Regions from separate parts of the Mus musculus genome. Here all the other regions are linked to region 1. A link is a contact called in public Hi-C and HiCAR-type data. All regions are on one chromosome and are shown on one strand. Each heading gives the region's core, a stretch centred on a gene start, on an enhancer-like site or on the middle of the called end of the contact. The rest is flanking DNA. Distances are from core to core; before and after follow the strand shown.

Evidence for each region. A called contact is a pair of places that touch in the nucleus more often than the background predicts. HiCAR-type assays count read pairs that join an accessible place to other places.
Region 2: a Hi-C map of embryonic stem cells shows a contact between it and region 1, with 2.4 times the contacts expected there. The contact joins two enhancer-like sites. A contact is called at or near these places in 1 of 484 Hi-C or Micro-C datasets (embryonic stem cells) and 1 of 115 datasets of contacts at active chromatin or transcription factors (stem cell-derived neural progenitor cells).
Region 3: a contact with region 1 is called in a HiCAR-type map of embryonic stem cells, with 3 times the contacts expected there. The contact joins two enhancer-like sites. A contact is called at or near these places in 1 of 115 datasets of contacts at active chromatin or transcription factors (embryonic stem cells) and 1 of 9 other capture datasets (pancreatic islet).

The regions. Positions count from the first base shown.
Region 1 is chr2:20,175,554-20,180,196 of GRCm38.p6, forward strand. It overlaps a transcript of Etl4 not described here. Among named protein-coding and RNA genes, the nearest start is that of Gm23970, 100 kb to the right of the region's middle. Within about 2 kb of position 1,423, at least 5 of the 459 cell types and tissues checked have an H3K27ac peak or open chromatin away from gene starts, as enhancers often do. A contact at or near this core is called in embryonic stem cells, where this site is marked.
Region 2 is chr2:20,494,012-20,499,055 of GRCm38.p6, forward strand. All of the region lies in intron 2 of Etl4 (enhancer trap locus 4), which reads left to right. Among named protein-coding and RNA genes, the nearest start is that of Gm17171, 160 kb to the left of the region's middle. Within about 2 kb of position 2,475, at least 27 of the 459 cell types and tissues checked have an H3K27ac peak or open chromatin away from gene starts, as enhancers often do. A contact at or near this core is called in embryonic stem cells, where this site is marked.
Region 3 is chr2:20,524,833-20,529,394 of GRCm38.p6, forward strand. The region is part of intron 2 of Etl4 (enhancer trap locus 4); the gene reads left to right. Among named protein-coding and RNA genes, the nearest start is that of Gm17171, 190 kb to the left of the region's middle. Within about 2 kb of position 1,264, at least 70 of the 459 cell types and tissues checked have an H3K27ac peak or open chromatin away from gene starts, as enhancers often do. A contact at or near this core is called in embryonic stem cells, where this site is marked.

The DNA.
Region 1 (4,643 bases), core at 173-2,672:
TTCTTTCTTTTCTCTCTCTCTCTCTCTCTCTCTCTCTCTCTCTCTCTCTCTCTCTTTCTGGTTTTTCAAGGCAGGGTTTCTCTGTATAGCCCTGGCTGTCCTGGAACTCACTTTGTAGACCAGGCTGGCCTCAACCTCAGAAATCCGCCTGCCTCTGCCTCCGAGTGCTGGGATTACAGGCATGTGCCACCAAGCTCGGCTGTTTCCTGTGTTTCTTAAGACTCAGTTTGCATCTGATCAGATGGCAATATTAGAGAGAGTCCCACAGACTTTGGAGAAGAGTATGTCTTCCACAGTGTTTGGCTGGAATGTTCCATAAGTGGCTGTAAAGGCTGCTTGATCTATGGTGTCCTTTAACTCAGAAGTTGTTCTCCTTATATCTTATTGAGCTGAACTCAGAAATCTGCCTGCCTCTGCCTCCAAAGTGCTGGGATTAAAGGCATGCACCACCATGCCCAGCTGATTATAATTTCTTACTCACATATCTTAGACTATATCTAACGGCCAGGAGAAGCTAACTTAGAGATACTTGGCTTCATCTACAGACATTCTTTTTTTTTTCCCTTCTTGCAAAATATTTGCATGCCAGTTGGAACCAAAGTTTTTATTATTTATTTTTTTTAGCTATTTATTTTATTGTGTTAGTGATTCCATACTGGCTATAATTTCCCAAACTAAAAACAAACTGGAGGAAGAAAACTCAGTTAAAGGCAGCATCACATATAGATGTAAATGCCATAAGCTGAATGGAAGCCTGACTGAATGACAATTTCCAAACACACTGTTAGTCCCTAAAAAGGTGCTGGCTGTTGTGACTTCTGCTCAGTGAGCTGCTATGGCAGCGGGGCACCAAAGCAAATAACTCCATTCCTCATTTCTCATGGTGGAATTTTCAGCTTTCTTTGTTGTATACCAGTCCATGGCCTACTTGAACCGGGAACACCTGGGAGGCAGGCTGGGGCTGAAAAAGACTTAGATGGTGAGAGATTAATGGAGACCAAGACACAATTCTGTTCAAGGCCCACCAGTTTACTAAGAGAGTATGCTTATAAGGGGGAAGGCCCATTCCCCACCAGTCCGTTCTTGGTGTCTGGAGCCAGCCTGTAGGTGATGTGCACAACAGGATGTTCCTCTGGAATATCTCAAGGGCCTCTCAGCAGGTAGCAGTGTCTTGGAGAGAGCAGTGGCAGGTGATAGAACAAAAGAGCCATCTAGGTCCGAAGGCTCCACCCTAGGTAATCTCCTTCTTAGTGGCAGCAAGGTCAAAGTCTGGATCAGCCTGCTTCAGGCTAGGGGAGTCTACAATTCCTCCGTGATTATATAATAAAAATAGCTGGGCTGAGGCATAAAATTTCTGCCACTGGAGCTTGCAGGAGGCGAGGCTGGACTCTTGCTGAAATCAGAGTGTGAGGCCTTGACTGACCTGCTTGGAAAACAAAGCCAAGACAGTAAAAAGCAACACGATAAAAGCTTCTTTGTTGAAGCCCAGGTACTTTATTCAGTTGCAAATTAGCAATGATCAAGCTCAGGCTCTGGCCTCCTGTTGTGGGGGAGCTGGCTTTGAGAATTAGCAGAAAGGCTCCAAATTAACTTTGCTAGGTAATTAAGATTTTTAGCTATCTTCAATAGGAATCTCTAATATTGGAATTATTACTAGACCAGTCCAATATTGAGTTAGAAGAACTGGTCACATTGAAAGAAAGAGAAGAATCATTATAACTCTTTCTTATGACTAATCTTTCTAAGTCAGATTCCACGGTCTTTAACGTTCTATGTCCCATAAGATTAAAAAGCTTGAAGCAAGGCACCTTAGCTTGTCCAATCTGGTACAGAGGCAAGCAAAGGTGTGTCAAAACATATACCAAATTCAGCTTTCTTGTCACCATCATCAGGGCACTCAGAGAACTCACAGGTCAGCTTGTCACACGAATCCTTCTGACAGTTGTCATGCTTCTATAGCATTCTGTGGAGAGAACCTAAGCTTTCCCCTTTCCCCAATAGGGTAGCTGTTTAGGATCAAGCCATATGCCAATAAGTAGATCCTTTTCATCTCACCCAGACATGATTATATCTAGTTTTAAGATACTATAAGACATTTATTAAGTTCTTTGATATCCAAATTTCAAAATTCTTAAAATAAAAATATGATTTAAATAATGTACACGGGGATATAATTCCTCCCCTTCTTTGTTTTTTTAAGAAGCTATAGTTTAATACTTTGTCTTTGAGAATTATTAAATTGTTGGCAAAACATCTCAAATACTTGACTGTTATAGTCAGTTTTAATATAACATGGGCAGTGACTAATTACACTTTTCAGTTCTCTTGAAGAGCGGTTGTTACTAGAAAGCTTGAAAAGTTATTAATAGTCACATGTGCATAATTTATTTATTTATTAATCAGAAATAAGAGCATTCATTTGCAGCAATTGATTAAGTAAAGGTCCTCAAGAATTAACACCATTATGTGGAAACAGGTAGAATCTGAGGACACCAAGAACAAATTTTTTTCACATGTACATTCAAAAAAATTTATCAACCTATCTTGAGGATAATGATTATCTATAGTTCCTATAAATCCTATTTGAGCAAGCAACCAATCCGTACTGTTCTTCTTCAGCCAAGTATCTTGTTCTGCGCTGTAAGGCTGAACAATGATATCTGGGTCTTTGCCAAAATAAGTTAGTGCCTGTCTCCTTCCAAGGATGATCATCTGAGCTACTGCTTCATGATATGGCAGGTTAATACGTTTAGGAGAAATCCTCAAATGTATCCACATTAGAGGAGCCTTTTGTCACAACAATCCTGTAGATATATGAATCGTATTAAAAATTAACAGATGTAAAGGCAAAGAGTAATCTATATAAGTGACAAATTGTTCTTCAATGGCTCTTTCCACTAGTTGCAAGGCCAGCAATCCTTCTAAGGTTAAAGATCGAGGGGAGGTAGGATCAGAACTCCCTTTAAGAATATCAAATAAAGGTTTCAGTTCCCCTGTAGTAAGCTTTAAATAGGGGTGAAGCCAATTAATATCACCTAGCAATTTTTGGAAATCATTTAAAGCTTTTAAGTTGTCCCTGCAAATAACTATCTTCTGGGGAAAAACAGCTTGATTTGTAAGTCTAAAACCCAAATAATTATAAGGATCCTGAGTTTGTATCTTCTCAGGAGCTATCTGTAATCCTTTATCAGCTAAGGCCTTTTGTAAGTCTCTATAACACAAAAGCAAATCCTGGGGGTCTTTTCCAGGTAACCCAGGACAAATTCTTAACTGTCCAAAAACAGTCTTCTTAAAAGAACAGCATTTTTTCTTATGAGTTGTATATGCATAAACAATTGCAAATTTGAGAATTTATAGTATCTGAGGGATGAACAATTTTAAGCAAGTGTAAGCTCTGAGATATATAGATAAATATACAAATTAAAGCTTGATTATTCAACATTTTAAAACACCATCTACAGCACACAATTTAATTATCTGTGCTGAAGCAGGAGGGAACTCAAAAGAATAAGCGTGTGATCCAATTCACATATACTTTTCTCCCATAGGAGGGCTGTTTTTAAACACAGTAAATGGGATGCATGCATGCATGAATTTATAGAAGGTACAAAAGCATGCATAAAAACAATTTTCAACTTATCTTTAGGATAGTAATTATCAATTTTATTTTAAAACGATGGTATGCAATGGGCCAAATATCAATATTCTGCAATAACCAAATTAATTGCTGTTTAGAACAAGGAACAGACACTTTGTCAGGTTCTAAAGACACAATTTTTTGTTACAGGTTTTCTAAGATATACAAATTTATCTTACAATTCTTCATTAGCACCACAGTAGCCTTAATAGGATGTTAAAACTTTGCTTTGAGGCAAAGAAAGATGAGATAAACTTCCCTTGAGAGGCATTAGCTAATAAAATACTTTCCACTTAGGAAACAATATACACTGAAAGATTCAAACTCTTAGCTTCTTGTATGGAAGCAGAGACAATAAAAATTGTTCTTACATAAGGTAAAGCTATATTAGCCATACCTGGAGGCAAAAATTTCCAGTGATTACCAGTTCACTGGAAGCAAACCCTTTACCATGCAAGGGAAAAAAAATGAACCTTTAAGCCTATAATAACTTTACATAAAGTAGGCAAGCCAGATTGTAATGCCTTTATAAGTTCTACAGTCTGATTGACCCTTTATAAACTTTGAATTTGAACTTTATTTAGAACAACATCTGGATAGGTCTGCAACAGTGTTCTTTTAGCTAAAAGGAATTTTTCCTGAAGGCAAAGAGAGGCAAGTTTCAAGAGCTTCCTTAGGCACCGTTTGCAAGACAAAAGAAAGTCACACAAGCCCAGCAGAGGCTGCTCTGAGCTTTGTTCCTCTTGCGATGAGGACAGATTTGAGAATTTTTTTTTAATTAGGTATTTTCTTCATTTACATTTCCAATGCTATCCCAAAAGTCCCCCATACCCCCCCCCACCACTCCCCTACCCACCCACTCCCACTTCCTGGCCCTGGCATTCCCCTGTACTGAGGCATATAAAGTTTGCAAGTCCAATGGGACTCTCTTTCCACTGATGGCCGACTAGGCCATCTTCTGATACACATGCAGCTAGAAACACGAGCTCTGGGGGGTGGGGGTGGG
Region 2 (5,044 bases), core at 1,225-3,724, 320 kb after region 1:
CACATTCCACACATAGTTCCCTGGGGTCCCACAATGGCTGTGGCACAAGCTGCATTAACACTAGACAAGGAAGAAGCTCCCAAGCCAGACCTTCAGTACTGAGTGTGGTAACTGAGTGAAAAGTGAATGAAGAAAAACCATCCCAGGCTCAGGAGATGGAGAAAGCCCCAGCAGGGGAGAGACCTGGCCCACTTGAAGAGCAAGTGTCCTAATAACACATTCAAGTCAGGTATTGAGAACAGCAATAAAAATGACAAGTTCCAAGCTGGGTGTGGTAGCACTTGCTTGGAATCCCAGCACCTAGAAGGCAGAGGCAGGAGGATCTCAAGTTTCAAGTCTATCCTAGACTACATAGGGCGTTCAAACCAGACTATGTCTCAAGAAACCAAGCCAGACCAACAGACAGAAGACAAATTGCTCCCAAATTGGGATGCCTCTATATTAAAGTGTTTTTACTATTTTAACTTGGCATCTTATACTTTAAACTGAAGCAACCTTATTTGTCAGATGTGCATGCATCTGGTCCAGATGTGCATGCCTGGCCACAGGATGGATGTGTCTGGTGGTCAAAATACAGAGCATAGGTTGGAAACTCACAGGCGGCTGCTCAAAGAGGTGTTCAAGAGGTTTGGGGGACTTTTCTGAATATGCTCTGATTTTGCTTTAAGTTAAAACTTTTTTTAAAAAAGTCCCTGCTCAAAATGTGTATTTCAGATTGCCCAAAGAAGAAATTTTAATCCTATTCCCTGACCAAGAATTGTGAATTATTCATGAGGGGTTTGCTTCCTTACACGAGGAAGTTCATACCCAGAAGGGCAGTGGTTTCTTGCAGAGACGGTCTCCTGACTCTCCTGCCCTCTAGTGGTGAAATGCTGGTATGCCTATTTGAACGCCTGCTGCTTCACAGGGCTTTGTGGCCTCTGCCTCTCCTTCTCTATAACTGCAGGAAGTGAAATAATTGAAGATTCCAAGCATGGAGGTCCAGACCAACCCTAAGTCTAAAAGGCAGACTAAGAGTGTGGAAGTCCAGCACTGAGGTGTAAATGGTGTGTTGAGCCTCTGCTGCCTTCTGCTACTTTATGAGACTCTGGGAGTGAGCTGGGAAAATCTGGCTTGGGACCTGGAGGGTTAAATTTGCCCACACTTCAGTTTTGTTCATTTTATGAAACAAGTATTTCTGGAGTGCCTAGATGTCAGGCAGTGTGCAGGAAGCAGGGCTGTGGAGTCAAACCTGGGTCTGTACCAAAGGCAAACAGAACTCATGATTAGGCTTGAAAAATGTTAGAGCTATAAAGGATCTCTGAAAATAATGCTCTTCTAGTTGAGCTATGATTTCCAGGCCATGTACTTAATTTATAAGTTAACCATTTTATGGTTTTAGCATCTTTTTGATAAATGGCCATTGGGCTTCTTGTCAATGATCAATCAAAACTGCATACATTATGAAGTATGCTGTGTGAATGTCTGGAGGCATTCCTGACTTATGCATGGGGAGACACTGCAGATGTTAAATTTTCCCCCTTTTCCTGGAACTGGAGATGCTGAGTTGCTGATGTTGAGGGAACCAACAAAAACCCATCAGAACCATGAAGTTTTGGGGGAGGAATAAATAGGCCTATCTGTGATGAGACTTACCACACTAAATGGCTCAAAATTCACATGGCAGACTGCATAGATGGCTCATACTGAAAATTCCCCACTATAAGTCCCTGCTATAAGCATAAAGACCTAAGTTTGGCTGCCCATCACCCATGTGCAAACCTGGGTTGGTACCATGTATGCCCATATTCTCAGTGCTCCAGGCAGAGACAAGGGTTCACAGTGTTCACAGGGCAGGCAGGGTTTTTATATTGATTGATGAACCTTTCAGGTCATCCTTCCCATCACATCCCTGTTAGGTTCATTCTCTCTCTCTTTCTTTCTTTCTTTCTTTCTTTCTTTCTTTCTTTCTTTCTTTCTTTCTTTCAAGATTTATTTATTTTACTTGTATGAGTACACTGTAGCTGTCTTCAGACACACCACAAGAGGGCATCAGGTCCCATTACAGATGGTTGTGAGCCACCATGTGGTTGCTGGGCATTGAACTCAGGACCTCTGGAAGAGCACTCAGTGCTCTTAACCACTGAGCCATCTCTCCACCCCCCTGTTGGGTTCTTGCAGTTGCTCAGGATAGCGTTGCCAATTATTAAGTAAATATGGGAAAGCATAAATCTAATCCTTCCCTTCATTCCTTGTAAGTTTCCCCCTTGGTGTACCAGGTAGCACTGAGGTGACTACATCCCATTCTAAACTTGTCCCAAGCCAGTGCCATCAAGGTTTTTACAACCTGTTGTCAGCGAGTAATGTGTTTATCTGATTGCCAGGCTTCCTGCCCTCCCCTCCCCCATCTCTCAATTGTTTAGCTTTCTCTGGCTAATTCTCTGTGTGTGCTCAGGGTCAACTTAATTAGATTTTTGACCTCAACGGAGAAAAGAAATACCTTGGTTACAAAGGCCCATTGTTTGGGCTTTGAAAAGATTGCTAATGGGATAAAGGTGAGAAGCTCCAGCCTTAGTTAGCAGACTTAAGACACTTCAGACTAAGTTTCTAAGAAGTCCTACAGCCCTAACAGGCCTTACTTCCATAACGAAGCTAAGCACGCCTCACCCGGATCTATTCTGGGTGTTCCTCTTCCGCTTAGATTACCAAGGTCACTGCATTTTGTTTTCCAGAGCACTTCAGACGTTGAAGGGAGCCAATGTTGACTCCCAGTGCAGTAGAGAAGAGCTACCCACATCGCTGTATAGAAGCCATCTTGCTGTACTGTCCGGTCATGTTCCTATCACTTTGACCCAATAGCTTTCACCACATGTTGACATCTTTTCTAAGGATCATGACCAGTCCTTGGATGGTCTTGTTCTTTTCTTATGGCCGTGACTGATATAAGAGTTGTTATTGATCGACTTCATTTCACACACTTCTCCATGGCATCAGGCACAGCTCTCCTTTGCCTCTCACAGTACCCTCTGAGTTGGGTACTGTTGCTATTGTCACTCCAGAGGTAGGAAAATGGGACTATCTAACCCAAGTCTGTACTTATGGAAGCGGTGGCACAAGGGCTCAGGAGTGACCCGTCTTTGCAGTTGTTGACTTTTGGAGAAACATTAGTAGCTCATGATGGCTGGACGTCTGTTGCTCCTTAGCATTCACAGTAAGCTGCACTTATAATCTGTAGCTATTTCCAGACTGTCTCAAACTGCCAGCTCCCAATAATGACACAGAGTCTATTATTATTTGTTGTAGCTCAGGCACTGTCTTAGGCTATTTCCCAACTAGCTCTTATAACTTAATAACCCCGTCTATACTAGTCCACATTTGTCATGTGGCCTGTTACCTCTCACTGTCCCAGTATGTCCATCTTCTTCCATGTTTGGCTGCTGATTGTCCCGTACCTGATTCTTTCCCAGAGTTTCTGTCTCTGCCCAGAAGACCCGCCTCCCTTTCCTGTCCTGCTATTGGCCAACAGTTCTTTTTAAAGTCAAACCGAGAATGCCTTAGACAGGTGAGAAAGGATAGAGACATATCACACAGTGTACAAAAAGATTACCCCAACATTTAGAGCCTCAAGATTCAGTTTAATCTAACTATTTACTTCAAAGAGTCGAAATCAGTGTCACAGAGGTGTCTCTACAAGACACAGAATCAGCCTCCATGCCCATCAACAGAGGAGCTGATAAAGAAAATATGGTGTAAGTTCACAGTGAAGAATGTAGTTTCCCCTCCCCCAGCCTGAAACCTGCTTGCTCAGAGATATGGCATTGACTATTAATATACAAATTAAGGTTTGATTGTTCAGCATTTTAAAACACCATCTACAGCACACAACTAGATCATCTGTGCTGGAACAGGGGAAACTGTGTCTTAAGACTCCGCCCCACAGAAGCCAGTTGGGCCCACATGGGCCAACGATTGCCTGGGAGGATGAGAAAAATGACTTTACAATAACGTTTTTTCTGGCCAAAGAATTGTTTTGGGCACAACCAATTTTTAATTACCAATTAATAACAATTATAAAAGCTTTATTTTTTGTAGAAACTTTTGTAGTAAACTAAAACCCTAAGTAATAAAAGGATATTGTCTCTGAATCTTTTGGGTGAGAGCAAGGATTTAAGGTAAACTTTAAGAAGCATTAGTTAATAAAATACTTTTCACTTAGGAAACAATATACACTGAAAGATTAAAACTCTTGGCTTCTTGTATAGAAGCAGAAACAATAAAAATTTTCTTACATAATGTAAAGTTACATTAGCCATACTTAGAGGCAAAATTTTCTAGTGATTACAGTTTACTAGAATCAAAACTCTTTGAATTTAAGTCTTATTTTAAACATCTGAATAGATCTGTAACACTGTTAAAAAGAATTTCTCTTGAACACAGGGAAAAATTTTTTTCAGGCACTGTTTGCAAAACAAAAGAAAGGCCACAAGCCGCTCTGGGGCTGCCCAGAGCCCTGCATTGACTCAAACGTGAAATACTTTTTAATCTGAGCATCTTGGCCCTCCTGTAATAAGGACCGATTTTAGAGAAACAATATAACTGTCTACGCCTCTAAATTATGATACTCTTTCTTAAGATGACTTACAGTTAAAACGTTCTTCACAACTTTAGTGTTGTGAAAAAATTGCCTGTACTACAGTTTCCTGCCAGGCAGTAACTATAACCAAACTGTTTGTCTAATTTATTTACAGAGACAAACATAACTAGATAACTCTGTCACAGTTTTGTATGAAGTGAGCTGTATGAGCGCTCTTATAAGATGATTACTCTTGTAATTATCTTAATTACAGTATACAGGTGAATTAAAGATCTTAAATTTGAAATCAAACTGCAAGCTGCAGTCAATGGAACAATAGCAGCTTTAACCACAATTTTTAAGTTTTTTGTGCAAGGTTAGGATAATACCTATAACCTTGGGAAAGCAAAACCCAAGTTTAAAACAATTTATTATCTTTAAAATCAATATTAGAAGCATTACTATCATATTATGAAGTTTGGATGTCAATTA
Region 3 (4,562 bases), core at 14-2,513, 350 kb after region 1:
AATGGGTGCCTCCATCTAGTGCTAGCCTACAAAATGACAGATGCTCAGTCTGTGCTCTGAAACAGCCTAGTCAGTTTCTACCTTCATATCTTCTTTCGCTCTTCAAAGCACTGACCTGGCGCTCAAATTATACATTAGTTGTTTGTTGACTGACTCTCTAACCATCAGGTAGATACTCCTATGCAGTCTATCTTGATCAGCACCCCACCACCTCCTATCCCTTTTAGTGTTTGGAGCAGGCCATTATTCAATATTTGTGCAAATGAATAGTTGACTCGGTCAATTAATTTGAATTAATACAACACAGGATGCTTCTCTAGATTACATGGAATGCTCTACCTATTGTATAAAGTCTGTACAAGGGATTGTTTTTATCCTTGACTTCATGTTTTAAGAAACGTATTTATGAATATGAATGTTTGCCTGCATGTATGTCTGTGTAGAGCATGCCTGCCTAGTACCCACAGAGGCCAGAATTGAACAAGGATCCCCTGGAACTGGAGTTATAGAGAATTGTGAGCTGACATTTGAGTGCTGGGAATTGAACTCCTGCTTTGGAGGAGCAGCCAGTGTTCTAAACTAGTGAGCTGTCTCTTCAGCTAACCACTATGAAGAAGTGAAGAGAGCCAGATGGTGGAGGAACCTTTAATACCAGCCCTCAGGAGGCAGGGGCAAGTGGATTGCTGAGACCAGCCTGGTCTACAGAGTTCCAGGACAGACAAGTGTGTGCATACACCACACACACACAGGAGTATGTGGACTACCTAATATATAGTAGGATATATATTTATATATTATATGTTATATATTATATATGTACTTATATATAAATATATATAATCAATAACTTATATGTTGTTGGTTATTTGAGACAAGATTTTGTGCTCTGTTACACAGTAGTCCCAGCTCTTATGGAATTCACTATGTAACCCAGGCTAGCTTTCAACTCCTATAGGAGAGAGCCCCTGGACTCCCTAATCTTGACCATGGGATAAATTCTCAGAAAAGTATAATTCAGTGGTAGAGTACATGTTTAGCATGTGTATGTACAAGACTTTGTGTTTATTTTTCACCCCCCCCCCCAAAATAAAATTAAAAGCAAATAAGATAAAAAATAAAATAAAATAAATATCCCAGGAAGTAACTGCACTACCGCCAGCTCCCAGTAGGTTGTGAAGTGCCCAAATGATGCCAAAGCCCAGATGCCTCTCTGTGTGGTCTGACTCAGCCAGAGTAATCAGAACATGGAGAGTCACAGGCACTACAGTCCAGCAGTTGCTGGTCTGCATAGCTTGCTGTGTGGACGGCTCCTTAGGGATGGCTTGGCTTTCTATAACCCTCTGCCTTTTTGAATTTGCCCTCCCAGATCCCTCTCTACTTTTCTTGTCCAGGATGTAGACACATCACAGCTGGAGTCCCCTGGGTCTCTGAAGAGTAGCTCTTTGGTGATCCTGCCCTCCTCCTGTTCTTCCTCCTTCTCCTCCCTCCCCCTCCTCCCCCCTCCCCCTCAATTGTGCTCCGGGGAGTGTTTAAGGGCTGATTTTCCATTCGAAGCTCTTGTTTGCTCTTTGCCCTGCTGGAAGTGGGCTCCCTGGAAGAGTTTGGGAGGGGCAGGAAGAGGAAACAGGGCTGCCTTTCAGCCTTGCCCAGGCCTTGTCTTTAGGCTACAACTTCTCTACTTTGTTAGACAAGGATTCCCAGAATAGCAAACAGCCAGACACACCCATATTTACATCTTAGCACCAGAGTTCTTTCCAAACAAGAAACAGAACTGCCATTCTGTTTGACAGCTTGAGAGTCCCTGCATGCACTTTTCTTCATACAGATAATGTGAAACTGGCCCACTTGGGTCTGACACCATAACTGTGGAATAGTGGCAAAATGGACCTTTGTCTGTTCCTTCTCTTGTTTATGCATGCCTCTCCTTGGGTTTTATGCTCACCTAAAAGGCTGAATTCTAGCTGGGTGTGGTGGCACACGCCTTTAATCCCAGCACTCGGGAGGCAGAGGCAGGCGGATTTCTGAGTTCGAGGCCTGGTCTACAGAATGAGTTCCAGGACAGCCAAGGCTATACAGAGAAACCCTGTCTGGAAAAAACAAAAAAACAAAAACAAAACAAAACAAAACAAAACAAAAAGGCTGAATTCTCCCCAGGTGACTCAAATGGCCCAAATGTCATTTCTCCTTCAGGTGTGGGGCTGGCAGCTGCCCAGAGCAGAGGAAAGGCCTAATCAACTGTGAAGAGTTTGTGGACAGGACTGGGTTACTGAGGTGCTGGTGCTGGGCTGGGGTGGAGGCAGATGGGACTAATGGAGTGGTGGATGAGCGCAAGCAATAAAGGCGAGCAGACAAAGATGGGCTCTGTGTGCTGGCTGGCCTGTGTCAGTCTCCCTTGTTAACTGCTGGTACCTTTCCATCCCTTTACTGTATGTCACATTCAGTTTTGTTAGACCACTGGAAACATTATTTTAAAATCCACAAGAACATAAACAAAGTAGAAAAACAGCATAAAATTGATGCGACCTTTCCCATGAAAAGCATGAAGGAAGGGTTGAGTTTAAAGTCCGATACATGGGATGACTGAAAGAATAATGAAGACTGTAGATTGACAGTGACATCCAAGACCCTACTTCTAGCGGGTTGCCCAGTTTACTTCAAGGAAGAACATGGGAGACTCCACAGTCCGCAGGTCTGCTTCAGTTATCTTGACCTGCTGTAACAATCCCTGGATGGAGCAGAGTGTGTCTTCCTCTTGCCTGACTGGTTACATGTGACCTTTTGTCCATATATATATAGCTGAAAGTAAATGTGTGTGTTTTATGACCATGTAAAGCAATAGCCTCTCCAGACTGTCAGACTTGCTCATTAATCTAGCTGTCCTGGATAATTTTTACATGGATTATTTTAATGTTGAAAGCAATCTTGAAAAGCCACAGGGTACTTCTATCATGCACATAGCAGTTTTGTCCAATGCAAAACACGTATACAACACACACGCGCACACACACACACACACGTGCACATATATGCACACATATACACGCACACACAAAAGATGAAGCTTTATGTTTTCTTGGCACATATGCTTATTAGCCTGAGATATGATCTGTTCTCAGTATTGTTTTTTGTGGTGCTGCTATGGCTCTGATCCAGAGCTTTGCACATCCTAGGCAAGATGTTGACCTCTAAGCTCTATCCCCAGCCACGTGTTTTGCTCTATGTAATAGACTCTGTGACTCCTGTATTATTAGGGATATTATGGATGATTTAAAAAAGGAAACTGTGATGAGAATTTGAATATTAGAGATTATTACTTAATAAAGATTATTATTACTAAATAAATAACATTATACTAATCTTTCAATATATTTTTAACCAAAACATCTGTTTTCTGACCCTTTAAGCTTACTGCTAAAACTAGAAAGAACTAAGAGTAACTAATTGGGCTGTTTCCTTCCCTTCCTTCATCAGTGTCTGATGGAGATGTTGTAATGAGCAAAGTAATGAGAAGTGGAGTACACAAGAAGAATTGTTCTCAGGACACACATTGAGCTTTGGAAGACTAGGACAAGGAAATAAGCCAGAGATGAAAATAGTCTCTATTCTTTGCTAGAAGGAGTCTGCACTGGGAGCTCTGTATGCAGGGGTTTCCAGGCAAAGGGAATCTAAGTGTTATGGTATTGGTTCCCTTGCTTTTAGGGAGATGTTTTACACCCAAAATCTGGACACCTGTTGTTGTATGTGTATGTGTGGTGGTGGCAGTGGGGTGCATATGTACCTGTAGAGGTCAGGGGACAATTTACAGGAGTTGATTTTCTTCTACTATGTAGATACTGGGTCTTGAATGCATGTCCTCGGGCTTGGAGGCAAGTGCCTTTACCCACTGAGCCTATTCTGCTTATTCTAAAAAGACGTGAGAACTGGGCATGATGGTGCACCAGCTCTTAGTTCTAGTACGTGGGAGGCTGATGCAGGAGGAACTCTGTGAGTTCAAGGCCAACCTGGTCAACAGAGCAAGCTGACATAGTGAGACCCCGTTTCAAAAACAAAACAAGACAAAGAAACAAGCAAAAGGCTGTGAGAGTTTTTCTTGATTCCTTGCAGCTTCTCAGGGAAGGGTTCTTCAGTGTTCTTTCCTTTCCTCCTTATCTTAAAACAAACAGCACACAGACAAAAAACGAAGGAAAAGGAGAGGGGGATTCTTGGACATTCTATGAACTGAAAGCATTAACCTTGTTCCTCCTAGTTGATTTTTTTCTAGGAGACTCTAACGATTAACTTCGAGAGGCAAGCTTGGAAGCTGTCTACATAGGTCAAAGCCATCAAAACATACCCACGGTCCTTCCCTTGAGTGTGTGTGTGTGTTGGATGAAGTAATTTCAGGGACTATGTGGCTAAGCCTTCCCTTTATAGATCCTCAGATATTACATTTCATGATATTCCCCTTGCCTGGCCTATGATAATGGAGAAAGGAACTTTCCAGAGGGTCACAGTGCCAGCAATCTTCTGAGGGTTATAGAACTATCTTTCTTCTTGGTGCTGAATGACACATGTCAGAACCG